Regions from separate parts of the Pan troglodytes genome. Here regions 2, 3 and 4 are each linked to region 1. Evidence: chromatin contacts called from public Hi-C and HiChIP or PLAC-seq data. All regions are on one chromosome and are shown on one strand. The core of a region is the stretch at or near the end of the contact, and the rest is flanking DNA. Distances in the headings are between cores, read along the strand shown.

Region 1 (3,992 bases), core at 528-3,027:
TCATGATATTTATTACAATGACAAATCAAGTTTTAATACAAAATCAAAAGACAGGCAGTCCAAACTTCTGCAAAGTAACATACTGAAATTCTAAACTTGGGCAAACAAATTTCTCATTTACTTTACAGCAAATAAAATTCCTCCTAGTGTTTTAAAAGTAATCCACTTCTTTCTTCTTCTCTCTCCATTTCTTAGATGACTCCAATTTAAAGTCTAGGTGAGAGAAAGTACAGCATGGAAACCTAATACTGTGGGCGATTTATTCGGAACACTTTTCATTTTTCAGAGGTACCTTAACACTGAGATAATAAACACTGCTGATCTAAAATAATAATGGAACCCACTTAAGTCCGATTGCTGTATTTAATGAGCATGAAACAAATTTCATGGGCTACTCTCTCCTAATGAGACTATATAAATGATCATTAGCCTTATCGACCAATATTTCTGTAGAATTTCCCCATATATTAAATCTATGGTTTATTATAACAAAAACTTTTTAAATTAAACGCTACTCTATTGTCATGACCAGGTCCTCACGGGGCAGAAGCGGATTTACCAAGACCTGCACCGAGTACCGTCTCGGGAACCCCTACCTTTTCAAACACCTCTTCCTTCTCCCTGCGCTTCCGTTTTCGGGGTCTCCGGTTCACTCGAATCCATTTCGTGACCTGAGGTTCAAAAACCACAGCATTTCAAACAAGGCGACAGGGTCCTGACGGCCGTCCCCCAGCGCGAGAAAGCAGAGACCCCCGGCCTCGCGACCTGGTCTTCCCCGCACCTCGGGAGGCCACCCGCGCCCGCCCGCGGAACTCGCCGGGCGCCTCAGCGCAGGGGCCGCGACGTTCGTCACGGCCGCTCCCCGCGCCCGAGCCGGAGCCTGGCGGGTAGTCCCCGCGCCCGCGCGCCGCAGCGCAGAGCCAGGGCCTCTCGCCAGCCGCGGTCTCGCGTCGGCGCCACCGGGGCGCAGGGACCGCGCCGCCCGCACTCACCTCGGCGCGCACTTGCCGCGCGAGCCCGCACTCCGCCCCGGCGCGACGCTCCCTCTGCAGCGGCTGCGGGGGAAGAAGACACAGTCAAGTTTACCGCGGGAGCGGCCCCGGCCTCCCTGCCCCGCGCCCGCTAACTCGGCGTGCCCGCCCCGTACCTCGCCCGCGGCCGGGGAGGACGCAGCGGCGGCGCGGGAGCCCGCGCCCTGCGCCCGCCCGGGGTCCGCATCACCTCAGGCGCGGCGCGGGCGGCGGGCGCGGGGCCTGGGCGGCGGCGCGGGCGGGCGGGCACCGAGCGGGGGCGGGGCCTGCCTTAAAGGTATAGCGGCCGCGCCGCCTCCCGCAGGTCGCCCTCCCGCCCGCGCCGGCATTGTATTGTTCTCCCCACGAACGGCGTGCTCCCGCTCCCGGGCTCCGGCCGCCCCGCGCCCCCGCGCCCCCGCGCACCTTGCCCCCGCCACCCCTCCCCGGGCTCCGGCCGCCCCGCGCCCCCGCGCACCTTGCCCCCGCCACCCCTCCCCCGGCTCCGCGCCCTGCGAGCGGCTTCCCGGCAGCGAGAGGGGCCCGCGCCGCCCGCCGCAGGCTGGAGGGAGCGGTGGCGGGGAAGGAACCCCGCCCGTAGCCAGCCTAGCGCGCTCCTGGAGTCGGAAACCTGGTCCCGGTGGCTTTCGCGTAGGGAAAGTAACTTTCCTAGTGGAGTTTTCTCCGGGACCGGGTTCTACGCCGTCGAGTAGACGTTTCCCAGTGGCCCCTCGGGGCTCCGGGCAGCGGCAGGTGACCTCCCAGGGGGCGAGGCCAGGGCGCAGAGAAACCCAGCCCCGCGCTCCCGCGAGTGTGGACCCGCAGCCCTCAGACTGCCGTGGACCCCCAGAACCACTGGGTAGAATTTAAAAAGAAGGGGTCAATCTGTTTTCATAATTAGGGAGAAAGTTTACACTTACTTTATAAAAATGTGCGATACCCCAAGATTTTCCTCCACCCGCCAAAGGCCTTCTCATCCGCATCAGCAGTTGCTGGAACCCGCCTGCCGGTGAGGGCGGGCCGGGGCGGAGAGTCGGGTTGTCCTGTTGCTTGCTGGGTCTTGACCATCCCTTTAACTTTATCACATTTCTTTAAAGAAAATCTGTCTTGCCCTCTCTTTATTGCTACTCCATCCTTCTTTCAAGATCAAAAGGTTTAGATCAAAGCCAAGATCAAACTCACTACTTTAAATAGCAGCAACTTTGCCATGGAGTATTTTACACAGAGGAGCTTAATGGCGACATCAGGAATTTATCCCTTCATTCCATATTCATAACTGGACTACTTAAAATTACACGGATGATGTATGTCTATTTCCTAAAACAAACAACAAGTCTGCTCAAATGAGGGATTCTTACTGTTTCCAGGAATACAAAAAAGTTGAAATCTAGAGAGCAATATAAATAGACGTGTTAACCATTTTGTGTCATTATTATAATAGCTAAGTGCTACGAAATGTGTGCTCATTTGCTAGAGATTTTTCAATGTGTTATTATATCTTTTAGTATAGACTGTACAGCCATCATATACAATTTTTTACTGTAAAGGAAATATATATAAATAGTTAATGGTTTGGAAATCTTGCACATAGGCAGGTAAATAATTATAAATGGTGAAGTGGATTACTCTGAGCTGCTTAATTTTAAAGGGAAAGAGAACTTTAAACTCTTCAACCTTTTATGCTGCTAATAACAGTTCCACAATCAATAGAAATCTATCTTGGCAGGCACTTCCTTTTACCCACTAGAATTTTTTTCCTTGGGAGTTCACGATCCCCAGAAACTCTGATATGAGCCATTCAATATTGATGTACTAAAACAGTGCTCTGCTTAAATACAGTTTTTCAACATACAGTCTTGGAAGAAACAAAATCCAAAATAAATTCCAATAGTCCAGTAACAGGAATAAAGACAACTATTGCAAATTAAATCTTACAGACTTATATGAAAGCTGTTGTTAACAGCTAGGTACTAGTTATTTGAAAAGTTTTTTCCCTTTGCAGTTTTTAACTGGTTGCAGTCACACACGCACACACACATTCTTAATTCTATAAATCCCATTGAACCACTGGAAAGATCTTAGAAACTGAGACCTGGAAACCCTGTCTTGCTCTGCTACTGACACAGTCTCCTTTCTTCCTAGCACCCAGATCATGGATAACCTAACGGTTTCCGGCATGAGCTGAACAAAGGAAACAGCCTACTGTCACTCTGCTCTTCTAGGATTTTGCTAAGTAGGAAGCAAAAGCTGTGACCCATCCTAATTGCCTCTTGTCTCCTTGTTTGTCCTTTGTCCCCCAACTCTCCTCCCAATTGCCATCCCAGAATCCATCCTCCACAGAGAAGCCAGAATGGTACGTCCAAAGGTAATTCAAATGATACCACTTTGCTTCACTGAGAATGCTTTTCCATCTCTTCTTTGCATGGTAGCCCACTTATCCTCTAGTTCTGGGTTTAAGCAGCGCTTTTGCAGAAAGGTCTTTCCTTACTCCCCAGTCCAAATTATGTCACTCCACTATAATTTCTAATAACATTCTGTTTATTTCCTTTAGAATGATTCTTAGAGCAGTTTTAAGTTTATAGAAAAACTGAGCAGAAAGCAGAGTTCCCATATTTGTACCCACTCACCAGCTTCCCCATATTTAACATATTGCATTAGTATATTTATTATAACTGAGGAACCAATATTGATACATTATTATTCACTAAAGTCAAATTTACATTAGGGCTCACTCTGTGATGTTCAGTTATTATAGCTCTTTTAAAAATGTACTGAACGTCTCTCTCCCCAGCTGGATTTTATGCCCCAAGAAGAAGGAGATCCCGTATCTTTTGTTCTTGATTTTTGTTCAGTCCACCAGAAACATTGCCTGGCATATACTAGAAATTCAATAAATATGTTACATAGTGAATGGAAGGATTAAAGGAACAAATGAAGGACACCTAAAATTTCAAGGGGGAGAAGTCTTAAAATGAATATCTT
Region 2 (3,992 bases), core at 785-3,284, 220 kb after region 1:
GATCAATTTTCAAATCACAAGAGGCAGTTTAAAATTTAGTTTTTGGGCCGGGCGCAGTGGCTCACGCCTATAATCCCAGCACTTTGGGAGGCCGAGGCGGGTGGATCACCTGAGATCGGGAGTTTGAGACCAGCCTGGCCAACATAGCGGAAACCCCATCTCTACTAAAACTACAAAATTAGCCGGGCATAGTGGCACACGCCTGTAATCCCAGCTACTCAGGAGGCTGAGGCTGGAGAATCACTTGAACCCCGGGAGGCGGAGGTTGCAGTGTGCTGAGATCGTGCCATTGCACTTCAGCCTGGGCAACAAGAGCTAAACTCCGTCTCAAAAAAAATAAAATAAAATAAAATATAGTTTTGGGCCAGGCACAGTGACTCACGTCGGTAATCCCAGCACTTTGGGAGGCCAAGGCGAGAGGATCACCTGAGGTCCAGAGTTCAAGACCAGCCTGGCCAACATGGGTGAAACCCTGTCTCTACTAAAAATGCAAAAATTAGCCAGGCATGGTGGTGGGCACCTGTAATCCTAGCTACTCAGGAGGCTGAAGCAGGAGAATCACTTGAACCCAAGAGGCAGAGGTTGCAGTGGGCCAAGATTGCACCACTGTACTCCAGCCTGGGCGACAGAGTGAAACTCCATCTCCAAAATAAAAATAAAAATAAATAAAATTTAATTTTGAAAATAAGTATCATAATAAAGAGTGTTAAAACAGTTATCTTAATTATTTTTTCAATGACTTCTAAAAACTGTCCTGTGAATAGTTTTGAAGATTCTATTTTCCACAGGAGGAAGAATAATTCTCAGTGAAGAGGGAAAAAGGAAGAACATGAAGGAGTAGTCAGTTCATGAGAGGAGAGAGAACTTTTTATACTAAACCTGTGAGAAACTTAGCTGAGATAATTATTTTTCATAAAAAATTTTAAGAGAAGAAAAATCAAGATATAGTAGTCATTTTTACACATCAGTCATGCCTACCAATAGTAAATTAAATAAGAAATTTATGAAAAGTCAGTGTCCTATTCGTAGGTGAGTCTTGGATAAACTCACTTAATATAATTAAAAGCACAGCTATAACCACACACACATAACCACTCTGCTTGTGCAGAGGCTAAGTTAGATCATAGCTCTGCCAAGTTAAGCATCTCATGGAACTTCTCATATTAAAGAGTTATTGTTTTCACTGCAAATTAAAACAGGCACTTAAATTCTTCCTATGAAAACCATCCATTTTACTTTTTCAACCTCTCCACTATAGGTTAGACAAACAGCATGAAGCATTCGGAAATATCAAATTGATACGTGCTTTTATTTAACATATAATCTTTCTTTCCTCAATCCTTCAGTAGCCCCTGCTACTTTGCTACCTCAAAATTGTTTCTTTCTCTAACCACAATTCCTTATTTCAGCAATTCCTATCCAAACTATTATATATGTTATGATTACTTTGGAACATCTTTGTATCACAAATTAAAGATGCCTAACAATGTTTACAGGAATATGTATATTCAGAAACATGTACACTTATAAGTGTATACAGACATACTATAGAGAATGTATATATCATATATTTTAAATATATAATATACATACATCTGTACAATAAATATAATACATTCACGAAAAGGAGAGAGAGCTCCCCATTTTGGCTGCTCTTCCCCTCCTGGCCTCCTTCTCCACTGCTTGGGTCTTTCAGCAAACTCTAGCTTTCTGTCAGGACTTTGCAGATGCCGCGTCTACACCTTCCGGTTTTCTAAGTGAGTGCCACCCTGGTGAATACCCATAGCGTGACTGTCTCTTGTTAGTTCTTCTCCGCAGTTGCTCAAGGGTTGTAACTGGCACCAGAACAAACGAGACAGTAAGACGCCCTGGGCACCAGCATTGCCTAACCAGGGCGATGTGCCAGGTCAGGCCACCACTTTGCAAGCACTGATGCTACCCAGCAAGGCTTCGGTTTTCCTTGCCTGCAACATGGTACCGCCTCAGGCACAGGAGAGGCAAGAGAAATGACCTTCAAGATCATTCTTGTAAACTAGGTAAAAGAGCGCCATCTGCTGAACACAAGCGCCTCTATAGGTTTTCCTTGTTGGCTAACGGGATACCTAAAGGAATATGCCCCACCAGGCTTGTTATTCAAGTCTCACCGGCCACTCTGACCTTCAATGCAGGTGACCCAGTTCCCCTTAAGCTGGATCAGCTAATTTGACACAAAATCATACTGCTCCAGGTGGTCACAGGTAAACTTGAGTGCTTTACTCACATGGAACATTCATGTCAAGTCCAAGACAAAAATCCACAGCAATGAGAACTGGTATATACATGCCTGCCAGAATCATCAATGTCTGAAAGAAACCATGATGACTTTCACATATGTCGTGTACAGTAAGCGCAGTGCCAGGAGGGTAAGCAAGAACTAGTCAACAACAAATCACAAAACAAAAGAATTAACTGACACAGATTTAGAAATTACTGGCTCACCGGCATCTTTCTAATGGGAAAAGATGAATACGTTTACCCTTAAAAACATAGGAATGTATGTGTACTGGCATGGAATAAAGTTTCCCTAGTTCTAGAAACAAGGAGCTTTCTCTACTTTGCATTCTTTCTTTGTGAGGAAAATACTTAATCATAACCATTCCTAAATGCCTCTTAATTTACCATTTCCTCATACGTAATTCCTGGTTGCATACTATGGGAGCAGTCTAAATAGTACTGCTCATTTGAAAAGTTGGCTTTCAGTTGCATACAGGAGGGTCTGGACTCTCAGATCTTGGCTTTTTCCTGGAATTTCCCACACAAAGTCAAAAGAAAGAGAATGTCAGAGAGCTAGTCTATTGAGCAGGCCAGAGAGTAGCATTTTGCCCAGAATGAAGTAATGTCTACAGTCTTACTTTTGCACAAAAAAATGAAATCAGATCCTATGCAAGGGCACATGTAGTTTTTAACACCTTTCACTCGTTCATATGCTTTTTCTCCTTCATCTGGAAGGAGCTTCCATTAGGCAGTCTTCTTCATTTACTTGAGGCTTCCCACAAAAAACAGAAGCAGAGTATTTTCTTTTTCTTTTTTTGTTTGGTTTTTTTTTGAGACGGAGTCTCACTCTGTCACCCAGGCTGGAGTGCAGTGGCACGATCTTGGCTCACTGCAAACTCCGCCTCCCGGGTTCAAGCAATTCTCCTGCCTCAGCCCAAGTAGCTGGGATTACACGCGCCTGCCACCACGCCCGGCTAATTTTTTTTGTATTTTTAGTAGAGACGGCATTTCACTGTGTTAGCCAGGATGGTCTCGATCTCCTGACTTTGTGATCCGCCCGCCTCGGCATCCCAAAGTGCTGGGATTACAGGTGTGAGCCACGGCACCCAGCCCTCAGAGTATTTTATTTTTCTAGGAAGCAGGGATATACTAAATAAGACTCTATAAAAATAAAACTTTCACGCCTATAATCCCAGCACTTTGGGAGGCCAAGGCGGGCGGATCACAAGATCACGAAATAGAGACCATCCTGGCTAACACGGTGAAACCCCGTCTCTGCTAAAAATACAAAAAATTAGCCAGGCGTGGTGGCGGGTGCCTATAGTCCCAGCTACTCGGGAGGCTGAGGCAGGAGAATGGCGTGAACCCGGGAGGCGGAGTTGCAGTGAGCGGAGATCGTGCCACTGCACTCCAGCCTGGGCGACAGAATGAGACTCTGTCTCAAAAAAAAAATTAATTAAAAAAAATAAAACTGAACAAAAAATTACTAGAAGAAAATAATAATGTACTAAACCAATTCTTTTTAAAATTTATTGAGGCTGGAAAAAAGGCATAAACTGTAATTAAGCAACAAAAGCAAAAGAAATGACCCTGAAGTCGATTTTGTTACTATCACTAGTAGTTTTAAATGTTTCTTCCATGAACATACTACTTCTGCCTGATTATAAAGAACACATTTATTCCACAAATGCATATTGGGCACTTATTCTATACAAGGCACTGTATTAGGCATTGGGTCT
Region 3 (3,992 bases), core at 380-2,879, 200 kb after region 1:
GCTTTGCTTTATAAAACCTCAAGCAAAGCCTCGACCATAAATAAAGCAGCAGGGCCCCAGTAGCCAGCTGAGTCATAAACCCCACTCAGCTGCATGTGGCCCAAGGTGTTGGGATCCCGACACAGTCAAGCCAAGCAAGCAGAATCAATTGAAGCCAGAGTTTGGAAAAACAGAGCACCTCCCTTCCCCACCCCACCTGGCAGTGGAAGAGACCACAATCCCCCTTCCACAGCTCTCATCCAGGGAATGGTAATAAGTCCAGAAAAACATCTAGACCTGGGCAGACTTTACTTCCACAGTCTAAAAGGAAGGGAAAAAAATGGTATTTGACAACCAACCACAAATTTTGAATATACAGTTCTCCTGCTTTTAAGCATAAAAGCAGTCTTGTTGTTGCTAAGTTATGATCACCACCATATTTTTCAAAATTTGTGCCCAGGACCATTTGGTCTTATGGTACTCAGGCTTGCCACTCTAAAAATACAGAGTTAAGCATGTTTAAATCACTTCAAATATCGCAAAAAGCAGCAAACACACAGCCTACCTGCTTGGGCATGCAAACTTGAAAAGAGAAGCTTTAGAGAATGGCCTGCAGGTCAACTCATTCTGTATTTGGCAGACCGATGTCAGGAAGGAGCTATAGAAAACAGAATCCTGTGCATGAAAAATACTCTGCCTTTGGTTCCCTCAGGCCAGAACTTGGAACTGCTAGCAAACATGCCTTAAAAAACTGCAATTCTCATGAAGTGCTAAAAACTCCCAAGTAAATAGGGCCCCTCAAACCCATGTACAAATAAGAAACATTTAATGAACAACTCTTTTTTCACCAACACCTCTACTACTTAAATTAAGGCCAGCAGACTCTTCAAAGGGACAAAAGAAGCCCCCCCTCCATTAAGAAAAATTCTATATATAGACATCCAAGACAATTATATGATGCAGCACGTAACCAAATATATATAATTATCCTAGTTCCTGCATTCCCATTATCTTCATAAACATAGGATAAAAATCAGTCTAAATGACTTTCTCAGACCTCCTCAAGGATTAAGGCAAGCCAGCCAGTCTTTAAAGTACATACATGTAGTAAAGATCAAAAGCAAATGTTCTGGTCAGTTCTTTTCTGCTCATGGTTTTACTAAGAATGTGTGCAGTTTTCAGGGAAAACACCACAAATGACAGCTGCTCAAAAGCATGGGAATTAATTGGCAGCAGGAATTTCCTTGACTAATAGGGAAAAACTTGAAGTCACATGTTTTGATGAGCTTATTTTTCCCATCCTTAGTCAAGCATATTCACTGCTAATGATTAAGATTTTAAAATGGAAATATAACCAAGTACATTCTCTATCTTTTCTCAGTGGAACACAGATACCCATTAATGACTGAACAATGGCATTAATTAATAGATTTTAGCTTAAATAAATACAGGGAACCAAACCAGGACACAACAGCAAAAGTGCATTTGTTAAAAAATAGTAGCACGTGACTCCTCCTCCAACCCCCACAGTAAGCCATCTGCTTTGGGCTGTTTTTCTAGCAGTAGGGATAGATTTACACTGATCCATCCACAGTCTATCTGACTCAGGGTCTCTCAAGTCATTGCCCTTGTGACCGGTGGTGAGAATGGACAAGACAGCTGGTCAGGATTAGGTGAGTAGCCTGTGGCCTTGGGACCAAGTCATGTTACTGTGCCCAGAGCCTGATGCTATAACCTTTGGCTCATTAGCATTATGCTGTCATCATCCAAGCTAACAGCCACTGATCAGCCATGATCCAACAGTCACCACTCAGGGGGCACTATGTATTCTCAATCCCAGCAACAATGTGAGCCTTTTCTTTTCAACACAGTCTGAACTGAGCCCATGACACTCAAAGGCTCGTGCATGAGGGAGTCTGCATTAAAATTGTCCCTCAAGGCAGCAATGAGATGTCCAAGCATGAGCAACCATAGCCCCTCCATTCTAATCAAATGACAGCTCTGACAGAGCTCAAGGAAAGCAAGACATAGTCAAAGAATTTCCAAAATGCATGTACCCCAAGTGCCACAATGGAACAACATACCTGGCCATCCCCAGACTTGGAAAGTTGGCAGGGACGATGAGAACATCCAGCCGAGAGAACGGGTGTGTTCCCAGAACAGAATGTGCTGCTGAGAGGCAAGGAGGGATCAGCCGCAGAAGGGTCTCTTGGCAGGCACCCGTGAGGCACACAGGGGCAAAGACCCGATGAGGAATGATCTCCTGGGTGGTGGCAGAAGCATTCTGGAAGCGGCAGGGGTATTCCATGTGACTGCAAACACCAACATGCCTGGGAATAACACAAAATAAATGGTAAAACATGTTTATTATTCTTGCTGTGGAGGTGAGGCAATCTTGCAGATGTAGACAACTTTTAGGAGACAGAGGTTCAGACAGACTCACAAGCAAAGACTGTTCATTTCAATTCTTGGCTTGACTGGCTCTGTGCAGCAGTGAAAATTTACAGGACAAAAACGTATTCATGTGTTTGAATCAACACACTAGCTTCAATCTAAGATAAGAGAAAGCAGTAAAATCTTGTTTTAGAATAAACTTTGTTGTGGGGGGACCTGTAAAGACTCCAAACAATAAAACTTCTCACCAAAATACAAACAGTTCCTGCCCTCGGTTAGATGTTTTCAAGTATCACCATATGAACAATCTCCAAATTAGAGACAATTCATAACTCAGAAAGGAAGGAGCAGTACACACAAATTAAAGATCCAATTCTGGGATTACCTAGAATAAAAGACTTGGACTGAGGGAGAACCATGAACCAAATGAAAGTTACAGGCTCAAACTCCTCGAAAGAACACAAACCATTTTACTGAATAGTTCTTTACACAGCCCATCAAAAGCTGTTATTAAGGAATACAGAGGCACTTTTGATACAGTATTTTTCCCAACCCACTTTCAGAACAAATTTAACTGAGCCAGCCTTTTAAGGAAACAGATCAGACCCCAGCCTGCTTCATCTGACCACTGCCAGTTATTCCATCAAAGGCGGAACTGAAAGAGAATTCCTAGAACCTGACTCACAGGACTCAAGAGAACTTATCTACTCAAACCTACATCCAACAGTACTCAATTTTTTCACCTGCTAATATGTCTTTTATTCAAACACAATGAAAAACCCCTCTAATCATTATTTATTTTATTATTTTTTTTTTTGAGATGGAATCTAGCTCTGTCTTCCAAGCTAGAGGGCAGTGGCATGATTTAAGCTCACTGCAACTTCCACCTCCCAGGTTCAAGTGATTCTCTTGACTCAGCCTCCTGAGTAGCTGGGATTACACGTGTGTGCCACCACGCCTGGCTAATTTTGTATTTTTAGTAGAGACGGGGTTTTACCATGTTGGCCAGGCTGGTCTCAAACTCCTGACCTCAGGTGATCCACCCGCCTCAGCCTCCAAAACAGCTAGGAGTACAGGCATGAACCACCGCAACCGGCCTATTATTATTTAAGACAGGATTTCACTCTGTTGCCCAGGCTGGACTGCAGTGGCAGGGTCATAGCTCGCTGTAGCCTCCAAGTCCTGGGCTCAAGCAATCCTCCTACCTCAGCCTCCTGAGTAGCTAGGACTACAGGCATGTTGCCATGCCACATCCAGCATTTTTTTTTTTTAAGAGATGGGGTCTGGAGATGGGGTCTCACTTTGTAACCCAGAGTGGTCTCAAACTTCTGGCTTCAAATGATCCTCCTGCCTCAGCCTCCCAAAGGGCTGGAATCATAGGCATGAGCCACTGCACCCAGCCAATTATAACTACAGGTGCTCACTTGATTCACAGTGAATAATGAAAAATCTTAAGATGCTGGCATGTCCCAATATGGGCAGAATGCAACAATAATTCCTCTCCAAATGTAAGAAGTACCTTTCACTTACCCAAGGCCAGCGCTCAGGAGACCAATATGGCTAGGTACAGATAAGCCTCACCTTCTAGCAGCATGGTTCATAGAACACAGCTTCCAGCA
Region 4 (3,992 bases), core at 672-3,171, 140 kb after region 1:
AGGCTATTGCCACAGCAACATGGACAAATTTTTAAAACATACAGCAAATGTCTTTATTTTTATTTATTTTTTATTTTTATTTTTTGAGACGGAGTCTTGCTCTGTCACCCAGGTTTGAGTGAAGTGGCGCAGTCTTGGCTCACTGCAGCCTCTGCCTCCCAGGTTCCAGGGATTCTCTTGCCTCAGCCTCCCAAGTAGCTGGGATTACAGGTACACACCACCATGCCCAGCTAATTTTTGTATTTTTAGTAGAAAAGGGGTTTCACCATGCTGGCCAGGCTGGTCTCGAACTCCTGACCTCAAGTGATCCACCTGCATTGGCCTCCCAAAGTGCTGGGATTACAGGCGAGAGCCCCCATGCCTGGCCAAAAACACACAGTAAACGTTTTGAGAGGAAAAAACAAGCTGCAGGTTCCTAATGACACTGTCCACATTAAGTTTTAAAATATGGCAAGCAATACTAAATACATTCCGAATACACATGAAGTAAAATAATAAAGATACACATGAGAATAGAAAATTATAGTGGTTGCTGGGAGAGGGGCAGAGAAAGGAATGAAATCAGGGAAGGTAACATAGGGAGCTTCCACTGCATTGGCCTGTGTAGTCACAAGGCCCCACTCATCCCACACTTGGTTTAATGATCTGCTGTCACTGTCTTGAAACTCCTGTTAATGTTATCTTTGGACCTACACTTTGTAAGTGAAATCTGATGCAGCAATGGAGCATGCATGGGAGCAAAGAAGCTTGGTGCAAAATGAAAATATGGGACACACAAATTATGTGTGTCTGCCACCATTTCTCACCACCTCATCCATACTAGCAGTCAAAATGCCCATGAACAAAGAATTCCAGTGGACCCTCAATGCACGGGAATTCGGTGAGACTCAAAGTGAGTACAAGGTAGCCGTGTTACATCTAAAATTGAAGAAAATAGATGTTCTCAAGTCAGCAAGCACAGTCCTTCAGATCAAGTGATTTGCAGGTATGGTTACTCCCAGACAACTGCCTTCCCCAAACTGGTGAACTGCACTATTTCTGGTACATCTCAGTCTGGAAAGAAGAGGAAGTCACCTGTGGCCTCCAAGCTGCTTTACTAGGGAATGAGTGACACAGGCCTGCTATCCCAGTTGTTATGACCATTCGTGCTAAAGCAGCCTAGGAATTAGTAATTTTGGTCAGTTGTTTTAGTCAGCATTGGATTCGTTCATTTGCAGCTTTGGAATTTTTCTTAGTCATCAACAAATCTTTAAATTGGTGGTCACTGTCTGTAGGCAAATCTCCAGAGTGTTCTGTCAGAATGGAAAACAGCCAGGGGAGCATGGGTTGAGAAAACAGGAAGGATTTATATTATAAACATGTTACTCTGTCCGGCCTCTCATTTTCCTGGCTGGTCTGAAGTTATAGCTTTATTTGATACTTTGACATGGTTGAAATGAAAGGCAACTGGCTTAAATTACCTCGTTACAGGGAAGTGACTGCACCAGTATATAAGAAGCCAGGTTTATTCACCAAGAAATGTTCCCTGATATTCCGAATCAGAACAGATCCTATCAGGGCTGGGAAGACTTTCTGAAGAATGATAAGGGGTGCTGACCACAGTTTCATTCTAACTTCAGGCCAAGGTGTTTGCAAAGGGAGCATTCAGCTATCCTGGCTAGAAAACTAGGTGTCTTCCAGTCAGGAAAAGAGTCTGACAGAATAAGAAATCAGAAAGAAAAACAAATCTACTCTTCAGTGTATGAGGTGAATGTTATCACTGTTTTAATGTACATTCAAATAATATGGGCTACGCAAAGTAGGAAGAATGCCTCAGATACAGTATTTTCTTTCCCTCTGTGAATCATGTGGAACAGGCAGACTTATACGTGGACTGCTGAGGCTGACACTGAAGTGACCTCTGAAAGCAAACAGGCCAGAGAAACTGTTATGTAAACTGAAATGACTAGACATTCCAGGCCACCTCGGCCGAGAGTGGGCCGTGCTGACTACAGCCTGGTACCTGGAAATAGCAAGTACTTCTAAACAGAAAGGGGATAAATGCAAATCTTCTGTGATTTTACATTAAGCATTGTATAAAATTTTGTAAGTGATGGAAATCTAAAACACTTCAAAATTTCAGAGAAAGGCTTTATAAACTTGATAGGTAATAACAGAAAGGCTTTGCTGTTTCAAATCTGAATGGTAGGAAGTAAATTTAATCAAAATAGCAGGCAGCAGACTGAAAAGTATATAATACAATATGGACTAATGTGTCATTAGCTCATCTTCACTGCAATGAGATTAGCTTCCCATAGCATCATAATTAGATCTTGGAATTTTGCTGGGTTAGATTTATGTCCAAATGACATACAGCCAGAAATAAGTTTCATGCATTTCACACCAACATTTTGACTTATTTTAAATAAGGCTGCTATTAAAAAATCCTCACATTTTATAAACTGATTATGAGTCACCAAACTCTTCAAAATCCCTTAAGTAAACAGTCTAAAAAATCCAATTTGAACACTGGTTACATTGATGCTGGCTGTATTTTTAATCAACCAATAAGCTTTATTTGTAAAACCAAAGATTTGGTTTGAAAAAGACTTATATTTGATGTACTTCACACCAAAAATTTCCATATTCAAATAAATTGTTTTTTTAAAAATCCTCCAATTCTATATACTGATTGAAATCATCAATCTCTTCTAATGCCTTTTCTTAAAGTAAACAATCTAAAATTTTGAAAGGTAGCTTCCTTGATGCTTGAAGCTACCTTCAAATTTTAGATTTTACATGTAAAGCCTATTAGTTTATTAAAAACATTATTATGATTAGTTTTTAATGAACTAGTAGACATCATTTGTAAAATTTAAAGTTTGGTTTCCAAATGCCAGGAGGCCTGGATAGAATCATCAGAGAGGAGTCCTGTATTTCCTTTGTGCATGAGAGTTAATAGGATTAGGGCTGGAAGAATTGAATAAACCCTGAGCTGGTTAAGATGGATGTATCACATTTCAGAGTTCCCATTTCATAACCGGCATGCCCCACATTTCACAAAATAAAACACGCTGGTGAGCTTATTTAAATGATTCTTCAGAAATACACTGATTTCAGAAACTTGAAAAGGGCACGCATGTCCATTTCCCCCTTGAGCCACATGGCTCTTTGTGTGCTCGGCCCTCCTGGCTTCAGGCCGACTCCTGCTTCCCAGTCAGTGACTCCTTGCTACGGTCTGGTTACATGGAAAAAGAGAATAAAGACTTTTGTGTTCGGAGAATTTCTGTACGTAAATTAATAGTTTCTAATTTTCACAATGATGCCATTGGCAATGGCCCTCATCTCTGTAAATGTAGCAAATCTGAGTTAAAATGCCAAAGACCTGTTACCTTCCTCTAGATCATGTCATGGAACAGGGGTCTGCTGCTTTCTGCTATCAAGGTGGTTATTATCAAGTATAATTTGCGGTTGGAAATGTTTGGCATTCCTGTCTAGCAGTAGCCCAGATTGTTTAGAATAGATTTTTACATAAGAGTTCCAACATCTGTCTGTTTTAGGTCAGATTTCTGTGAGAACCTATGCATATAGTCTCTAAACATATGCAGCTGTCCAAGATTAAACAGGAATGGTTTCTTGCATTACAGTGACAACAAAGGGTCAAGTTTAAATTAAGAATATAAAAATAAGGCTAAGAATGGTAAGCAAAAGGCATTTCCACCCTACAAAATGCCAAGTAATGTTACCAATTAAAAGTGGGCTTGAAAGCAGTTTAAGCCCTAGCCTAGCAAAAGACTCACTAATCAGCAATTTATAACACCAATATGCCTATGGACTGAAATGCAGCATTTCAATTTCATTACAGATTCCTTTCATTTGTAATTCCTGTTACAGAAATCAGTTCGTTTGAAGTGAAGAGTGGTTATTAAATAAAAGCTGTATATAAAACTGTGAAGAAACTTAACATCAAATTTTGGAAAGGAAGTAAAAAAAGAATTAAAACAAGCTGCGAT

Evidence for each region. A called contact is a pair of places that touch in the nucleus more often than the background predicts. HiChIP or PLAC-seq counts read pairs in DNA pulled down with a chosen protein or histone mark.
Region 2: a Hi-C map of stem cell-derived neural progenitor cells shows a contact between it and region 1, with 6 times the contacts expected there. The contact joins two enhancer-like sites. A contact is called at or near these places in 2 of 7 Hi-C or Micro-C datasets (blood and stem cell-derived neural progenitor cells) and 1 of 1 datasets of contacts at active chromatin or transcription factors (stem cell-derived excitatory neurons).
Region 3: an H3K4me3 HiChIP or PLAC-seq map of stem cell-derived excitatory neurons shows a contact between it and region 1, with 5 times the contacts expected there. The contact joins two enhancer-like sites. A contact is called at or near these places in 1 of 7 Hi-C or Micro-C datasets (stem cell-derived neural progenitor cells) and 1 of 1 datasets of contacts at active chromatin or transcription factors (stem cell-derived excitatory neurons).
Region 4: a Hi-C map of stem cell-derived neural progenitor cells shows a contact between it and region 1, with 6 times the contacts expected there. The contact joins two enhancer-like sites. A contact is called at or near these places in 2 of 7 Hi-C or Micro-C datasets (blood and stem cell-derived neural progenitor cells).

What each region holds. Positions count from the first base shown.
Region 1 is chr11:43,498,179-43,502,170 of NHGRI_mPanTro3-v2.0_pri, forward strand. It overlaps AOPEP (aminopeptidase O (putative)), which reads right to left. Exons shown (of 16, transcript XM_016961205.3): 12 at 993-1,055; 13 at 597-671. Among named protein-coding and RNA genes, the nearest start is that of MIR23B, 82 kb to the left of the region's middle. Within about 2 kb of position 1,778, at least 16 of the 24 cell types and tissues checked have an H3K27ac peak or open chromatin away from gene starts, as enhancers often do. A contact at or near this core is called in stem cell-derived excitatory neurons and stem cell-derived neural progenitor cells, where this site is marked.
Region 2 is chr11:43,720,312-43,724,303 of NHGRI_mPanTro3-v2.0_pri, forward strand. All of the region lies in intron 3 of AOPEP (aminopeptidase O (putative)), which reads right to left. Among named protein-coding and RNA genes, the nearest start is that of AOPEP, 57 kb to the right of the region's middle. Within about 2 kb of position 2,035, at least 10 of the 24 cell types and tissues checked have an H3K27ac peak or open chromatin away from gene starts, as enhancers often do. A contact at or near this core is called in stem cell-derived neural progenitor cells, where this site is marked.
Region 3 is chr11:43,702,877-43,706,868 of NHGRI_mPanTro3-v2.0_pri, forward strand. It overlaps AOPEP (aminopeptidase O (putative)), which reads right to left. Exons shown (of 16, transcript XM_016961205.3): 5 at 2,064-2,309. Among named protein-coding and RNA genes, the nearest start is that of AOPEP, 74 kb to the right of the region's middle. Within about 2 kb of position 1,630, at least 7 of the 24 cell types and tissues checked have an H3K27ac peak or open chromatin away from gene starts, as enhancers often do. A contact at or near this core is called in stem cell-derived excitatory neurons and stem cell-derived neural progenitor cells, where this site is marked.
Region 4 is chr11:43,633,825-43,637,816 of NHGRI_mPanTro3-v2.0_pri, forward strand. All of the region lies in intron 5 of AOPEP (aminopeptidase O (putative)), which reads right to left. Among named protein-coding and RNA genes, the nearest start is that of AOPEP, 140 kb to the right of the region's middle. Within about 2 kb of position 1,922, at least 9 of the 24 cell types and tissues checked have an H3K27ac peak or open chromatin away from gene starts, as enhancers often do. A contact at or near this core is called in stem cell-derived neural progenitor cells, where this site is marked.